Linked DNA regions of Urocitellus parryii: region 2 is linked to region 1. The links are chromatin contacts, called in public Hi-C maps. All regions are on one chromosome and are shown on one strand. Each heading gives the region's core, a stretch centred on a gene start, on an enhancer-like site or on the middle of the called end of the contact. The rest is flanking DNA. Distances are from core to core; before and after follow the strand shown.

What was found. Hi-C and Micro-C count contacts between places; a contact is called where the count stands out from the background.
Region 2: a Hi-C map of liver shows a contact between it and region 1, with 4 times the contacts expected there. The contact joins the promoter of Rpl27a here to the promoter of Tmem9b in region 1. A contact is called at or near these places in 2 of 2 Hi-C or Micro-C datasets (liver and muscle).

What each region holds. Positions count from the first base shown.
Region 1 is chr4:54,220,293-54,223,449 of mUroPar1.hap1, forward strand. Tmem9b (TMEM9 domain family member B) reads left to right here and starts at 1,436. Exons shown (of 5, transcript XM_026409561.2): 1 at 1,436-2,110. The coding sequence starts at 2,006.
Region 2 is chr4:54,470,917-54,474,073 of mUroPar1.hap1, forward strand. It overlaps Rpl27a (ribosomal protein L27a), which reads right to left and starts at 1,471. Exons shown (of 5, transcript XM_026409594.2): 1 at 1,399-1,471; 2 at 959-1,022; 3 at 625-700; 4 at 41-215. The coding sequence starts at 1,401. LOC113197340 (small nucleolar RNA SNORA3/SNORA45 family) reads right to left here and starts at 487; the gene lies at 358-487.

The sequences.
Region 1 (3,157 bases), core at 186-2,685:
ACTGATGCCAAATTTGCAGCTGAATCAGCTTTTAGCAATCAGATCCACAGTGCCTCACCATTACATCTAACCCAGGCTGTCTCCAGATTTTCTCTGGCCAGCAAAAACCCCACTGCAAAGACTTGAGAGTTCACCAGTGTGACAGTATCTTCACAGGAAATTGGTAAGAAAGCAACTAGCTCAGCTGATCTGGCTCTGATTGGGGTTTGGTGTCATTTGCCTTTTGGGATCCAAAATGGCTAAATACATGTGGTGCAGTAACAGAAAGCTTGTGTTGGAGTCTGGCCTAGAAGCAACAAGAATCACATGGGAGGAAAAATATTTAGAAAATTTTACCTGTTGAAACATTTTCACAAACTAGAAAGGACCACTTTTTAAAAAATTTTTTCTAATTAGTTATACATGACAGTAGAATGTATTTTAACACATTGTACGCAAATGGAGCACAACTTCTCATTCCTGTGGCTATACATGGTGCAGAATCACACCAGTAGTGTAATCATATGTATATATAGGGTAATAATGTCTGTCTCTTTCTACTGTCCTTCCCATCCCCACAGCCCCAACTCTCCTCTCACTCCCCTCTGCACAATCCAAAGTTGCTTCATTCTTCCCTACCCATCCCATGGATCATCATCCACTTACCAGAGAAAACATTCAGCCTTTGTTTTTTGGGGGGCGATTGGCTTATTTCACTTAGCATGATATTCTCTAATGAAAGGACCACTTTTAAAATCTATTTAGAGAGAGAGAGAAAAAAAAACACGGGGTATCACAGGAACAGATTTTGAAATTCATAGTTCAATTCCCTTAGGATGAGCAAAAAACCAAAGACCCAGAAAAGGGAAGTGATTTGCCCAATGTCATTCAGCAAATCCATAAAGGTTGTGATGAATCCTTCATTCCTTCCACTACCTCGTCAGTCTCCATTAACTGAAAAATATTTTTAAATATTTATTTTTTAGAAGTAGTTGGACACAATACCTTTGTTTTATTTTTATGTGGTGCTAAGGACTGAACCCAGGGCCTCGCGCGTGCTAAACCATCGCTCTACCGCTGAGCCACAATTCCAGTCCCCTGAAAAATATTTTAATGGGAGACCCTGTGCCGCCTCTAGGGTGCTTCTAAAATATCTGCTGAGGATGATGTGCCCTGAGGAACTGGGTCAGCACTATCCCATCTCGGACTTAGCGGTCAGACGCCAAGGATAGGCAAGTCCTCACCGGTGCGCAGCGCCCGGATTCCCCACCTCCTTGGAATCCTGGGCGGAGGATGCTGCTACCCAGCCCAGCCCTGCCGCTGTGACCCACTTCCTAAATGCAGGCTGGACCAAGGCGGTCAGCCAGAAGCGGAGGCCACACCCACCAGGGCGGCTAACAAAGGCTGTTAGAAACCTGGCAGGCAGTTGTGTCCCGGAGGCTCCCGAGAGGCAGGTTAGTACCCAAAGTGCAGGAGACGACTCCTTAACATTCCGACTGGGGTGGGCTTCCGGGAAAAGAATGCTCGGCCCAGACCCAGCCTGGTTTCCGCGCTTGGCACCCGGCAGGCCGCGCCAGCCAGAATGAGCCTCTGCCCCAGCAATTCCTGGAGCTTCGGCTCACCCCGGCCTCCCCTGGATGGCAACGAAGGCTCCGACCCCGCACCCCCTAGGACACTGGAGCTTAATGGGGTCTCCCTGAGTAAAAGAACTTTCCAGCGCACCGGCAGCTCGACCAGCCCCCGCTGCTTCTGCTCCCAGGAAGATGTCCGAGCGCCCAGACTGCAACCCCAGCGCGAACCCTTTCCGTCCGGGGACAGAGCATTGGCCCACCCCGCGTGGAGTTCGTACAGCCTCCGGGCCTTTCCGCACAGGGAACAGTTTCCGGGGCGGATGCATTTTACAGCTGACCCGGCGCGGCTGATGACGTGAAGTCCCAGACGGAAGTGCGGCGCAGGATCCCGAGCCGGATTCCGAGCCGGGAGTAGGTCTCCGGCCTCCGGGCTGCCGGCTGGCTGGGCGGCGGTGATGGCGACTCTGTGGGGAGGTCTCCTTCGACTTGGTTCCATGCTCAGCCTGTCCTGCCTGGCGCTCTCCGTACTGCTGCTGGTACAGCTGACAGACGCCGCCAAGGTGAGTCCCGCCCAGCCTTCGCTCCTGACAGGAGCTCCTCCCTTACCTCTGGCCTTGCGGAAACTGGATCTGCCTACCTGTTCTCTACCCGAGCCCTCCCCCAGCCCTGACAGCCATGCTCCTAGCTTCACAGCCCTTGCAGCACTCACCCTTACTCTTTACTGCCCGGTAGCACTCCTGCCCTCAGTCCTGACAGCCTGGCAATCGCCGCCCCCACACCCAGTCCTGACAGCTACTCTTCCACGTTTTGACATTTCCCTCCCCAGCCCAGACAGCGTCCATTACAACCTTTCCAAGAATCTTTAACTCTCCACCTGCTCTGATACCTTACCCCCTACCCTCCACCAGCCTCAGAACCCCTCCCCCGTGTTCTCCAAACCAAATGATAGGAAGCCCCTCCCTTACAGAAGTTTTTCCTATTAGGAACTAACTCCCCTGAACCCATTCCTAAACAGATTCCCTTCCTATCATGGAAACTAATCTTTCCTGGTAGACTCCCTTAGTAGCAGGACCAACAGAGTATCTCTCACCAGCTTAATAGTCTCATCTCTCCCTCTCAAGGACCTCTTTGCTTCTTTCTTGCCTTCTCTCTTTCTTATAATTTAGTGGAAAAGGAATGAGACAAACCACAGGAAAGGTGAGATTATGGCCTTTCCCAAGTTTTTCTTTCTTTCTTTTCTTTTCTTTTCTTCTCTTCTCTTTTCTTTCTACCAGAGATTGAACTCAGGGGCACTCAACTACTAAGCCACATCCCCAGCCCAATTTCGTATTTTATTAGAGACAGGGTCTCACTGAGTTGCTTAGCGCCTTGCCATTGCTGAGGCTTTCTTTGAACTGGGGATCCTCCTGTCTCAGCCTGTCCTGGTCTCATACATACTTGTTTTTCTTCTTTGATGAGATAAATCATTTGGAGGCAAAAATAGAAAGACTTCACATTAGTGTGATGGGAAAACAGAAAGCCATTGCATTTTAAAATAGGAGCTTAAATCTATAATATCCTTTTTATTATTTTTAGTTACAACAGTAGAGAGATCTATAATATCTTTA
Region 2 (3,157 bases), core at 221-2,720, 250 kb after region 1:
AGGACAAAGGGACTTTATAGTTAATATCTAATTTACTCACCGATCGGACTACATCAATTATGGGAGCAGCTCCCGTCTTATTTTTGGCAGCATTTACTCGTGTCTGTTCACTAACCAATGTCCACAATTTATCAAGGTTGACAGTTGGGCAGAAACTCTGGTTCCTCTTTAAGTGGTAATGCCTCATACCAACTTTCCCAAAGTAACCTGGGTGACTGGGAAAGAAATGACCAAACCATCTTCATTAAAAAGCTACATTTGATAGTATTCTGTAGAAAAATCTACACTTTTCTAATAGAGGTCCCCTAGAGATACAGTCAAATACATCATCCCCTAACCCATGGATACAAGTGAATCTAATGTCACTAACCTGGTGACTAGCTGTGCCATGAAGCCCACAGCCAGTGAATAAGGTCAGCGGTTATTTTTCGAGGACTCTAGCACACTAAGGCAACAGCCAATACCCAAGCGTGACTCTAGCCTCGATGATGGTTTCTCAGTTCACAACATCAAAAGTTAACTCGGCAAAGCCAGTAATAGACAAGGTTTTTAAGAGGCCAACTTCCACCGATGTTCTAGGCTGGCTTTATATACTGTGTAAAAACAATATCAAGAAACACTCACTATTTGTCGAAGTTAATCCTGTGGTGATGCATGCCACCAGCATTACCCCGGCCTCCTGGGTGCTTCCGGTGCTTGCCTGCAGGAATATAAAGCTACAGGATTCACATAACCTTTCCCAACCCCTCAATCCCGTTTAGCCAAGCGGAGAACTTCCCCACTTCTGCGCCGCTCACGCTGTTTCCTATCTACAAACATTCTCTAAAACTGGAATACCAGAAGATCCTTAAATAGGGGGAGAAAAAAAGTGAACATCTGTTCAATTCAATCCCTACTCAACCGCAAAAGTCTTACTTCTACGCTACGTTAGTTTCTAAGCCGAGCAGGAGAAACTTACCGATGCGGCCGTGGCCATGGCTCACGTGTCCCCGAAGTTTCCGGGTCTTCCTCAGTCTGGATGGCTGCGTGGGAAAAGGAGCTTATTGATCAAGCCTAAATAAGAAGGGTTGGGAATAATGCTTGCCAGCTTGAGACAAGCCTGCAGAACTGGGAACAAGGGCCTGAGTTCTGGCGCATTCGGCAAGGATGAGGTTACTGGCTGGCCCGACGGTTTCATCAGGGCGGCGCCAGGGCGCTCCGGCCCTCGTGTCTCAAAGATCCGAACCCTGGGCCTAGCACGCTGCACCAGGATCCCCGCCCCGGGTCCGCGACAGCCATACTGCCCTAAGGCCTGCCACGCGCAATCTGGAAAACCGGGTTATGTGGCTGGGAGGCAAAGTGAGCAGAGCTCCGCGTGTCTGGCCGCAGGAAAGCGGAGGCCAAAAAAGAAACACCTACCATGTCGGCGGCTAAGACGAAAAAGGAAGGCCTCAGCGAAGTCTCGCGAGGTATCGAAAGTAGGGGGCGGGACCAATTGCCTCACTTCCGGCAAGGAGGCGGGCCTCGGGCGGGACCTCATTGGTCTCGCGGGTTTCTGACTCACGCCGGTAGCATCCTCTTTCTGAGGCTAGTTCTGTTCACAGTGAAGTGCTGGTGGTCTGAGCGGGGAACTCTTCTTGGTGCCGCCCGTTGCATCTGGCTCGGATGCTGAAAACTGTAGAGGAATCTAGGGCTTGGGGTGCTTTACCGCTGCGACCAAGGTGAGCCAGGCCATTTCCTGGCGCCCAGGCCCGGGTACCGCCTAGGCTGACAGGGAGGACCTCTTTATCTCTCGGTGCCTGGCCAAAAGCCCCAGCCTTGAGCCCCTCCCCGGCTCTTAACGTTCTGCTCAGACCTGGTGGTTGGTGGCTTCCTCGGCCGCAGTGTGGAGCCCGAGGCGCCGTCTAGCCTTCAGTGTGCTCACCTGTTCGCAGCTCTTGGGAGTTGCTTCTGCAGAGCCTCCACCGCCTCAGGGACTTGCCGGCCATCCTTCTGAGTGGCCGCTTGCCCCACTTACTTTGCCCTTCTGCTGTCGTCACCGAAGTCACCTCAAGTTTAAACAACCACTATGCTTTGGGGATCCAGACATTGTAAATGCTTTTTCTAAACGCCACATGTGAATTTTTTCTGGAACCTGGTTGGGATGCCCCCGACTCCTTCCTCTTCTGAATTAGATAACCCCCGTTCAACCTGCATCCTATGCAAGCATTTCCTTTGTGAAACTTCTACCAGTTATCAAAGCTGCTCACGTGTACTGCCACACAATTTAGTACATAGCTCTTATATAATTATTAAATATATATATAAAAAAATATATATATATATTTATTTTATTTAACCTTCGTTTATTTTTTTATGTAGTGCTGAGGATCGAACCCAGCGCCTCACACAGTGCTGGTCAAGCGCTCTACCACTGACCTACAACTCCAGACCCTCTTTTTCTTTTTTTCTTTTTTTGAAACAGGGTTACACTAAGTTGCTTAGGGCCTTGGTAAATTGCTGAGGTAGCTTCAAATTTGCAATGCTTCTGCCTCAGCTTCCTGAATCACTGGTGTTACAGGCATGATGCACCACCATGCTGAGTTTAATTGTCCACCATTTAAATGCCGAGATTCCTCAGCCTTCTGTCCTTTTCCAACTTACCTTTTCACAGTACTTGGTCACCTCATGTGACTTCAATTCACATTTCTGTTGCTGTGCTCTACACCCATACATTCACTTAATTACTGGTTAGCATCCCTTGGATTCTACAGATAAACATATCCAAGGAACTCACTCTTCCTTGCTCACTAGTGCTTCTTTCTTTCTTTCTTTAATATTTTTTTAGTTGTAGTTAGACACAATGCCTTCATTTTATTTATTTTTATGTGGTTTAAATTTTTTTATTTATATATGATAGTGGGATACATTACATTCTTTTTTATTATTATTTTTTAGTTTTCGGTGGACACAACATTATTATTTTATTTGTATATGGTGCTGAGGATCGAACCCAGCACCCAGCGCATGCCAGGCCAGCGCACTACTGCTTGAGCCACATCCCCAGCCCTACAATTCTTATTACACATATACAGCACAATTTTTCATATCTCTGGTTGTATACATAGTACATTCACACCAATTTGTATCTTCATACCTGTACTTTGAATAATAATAATCATCACATTCCACCATCATT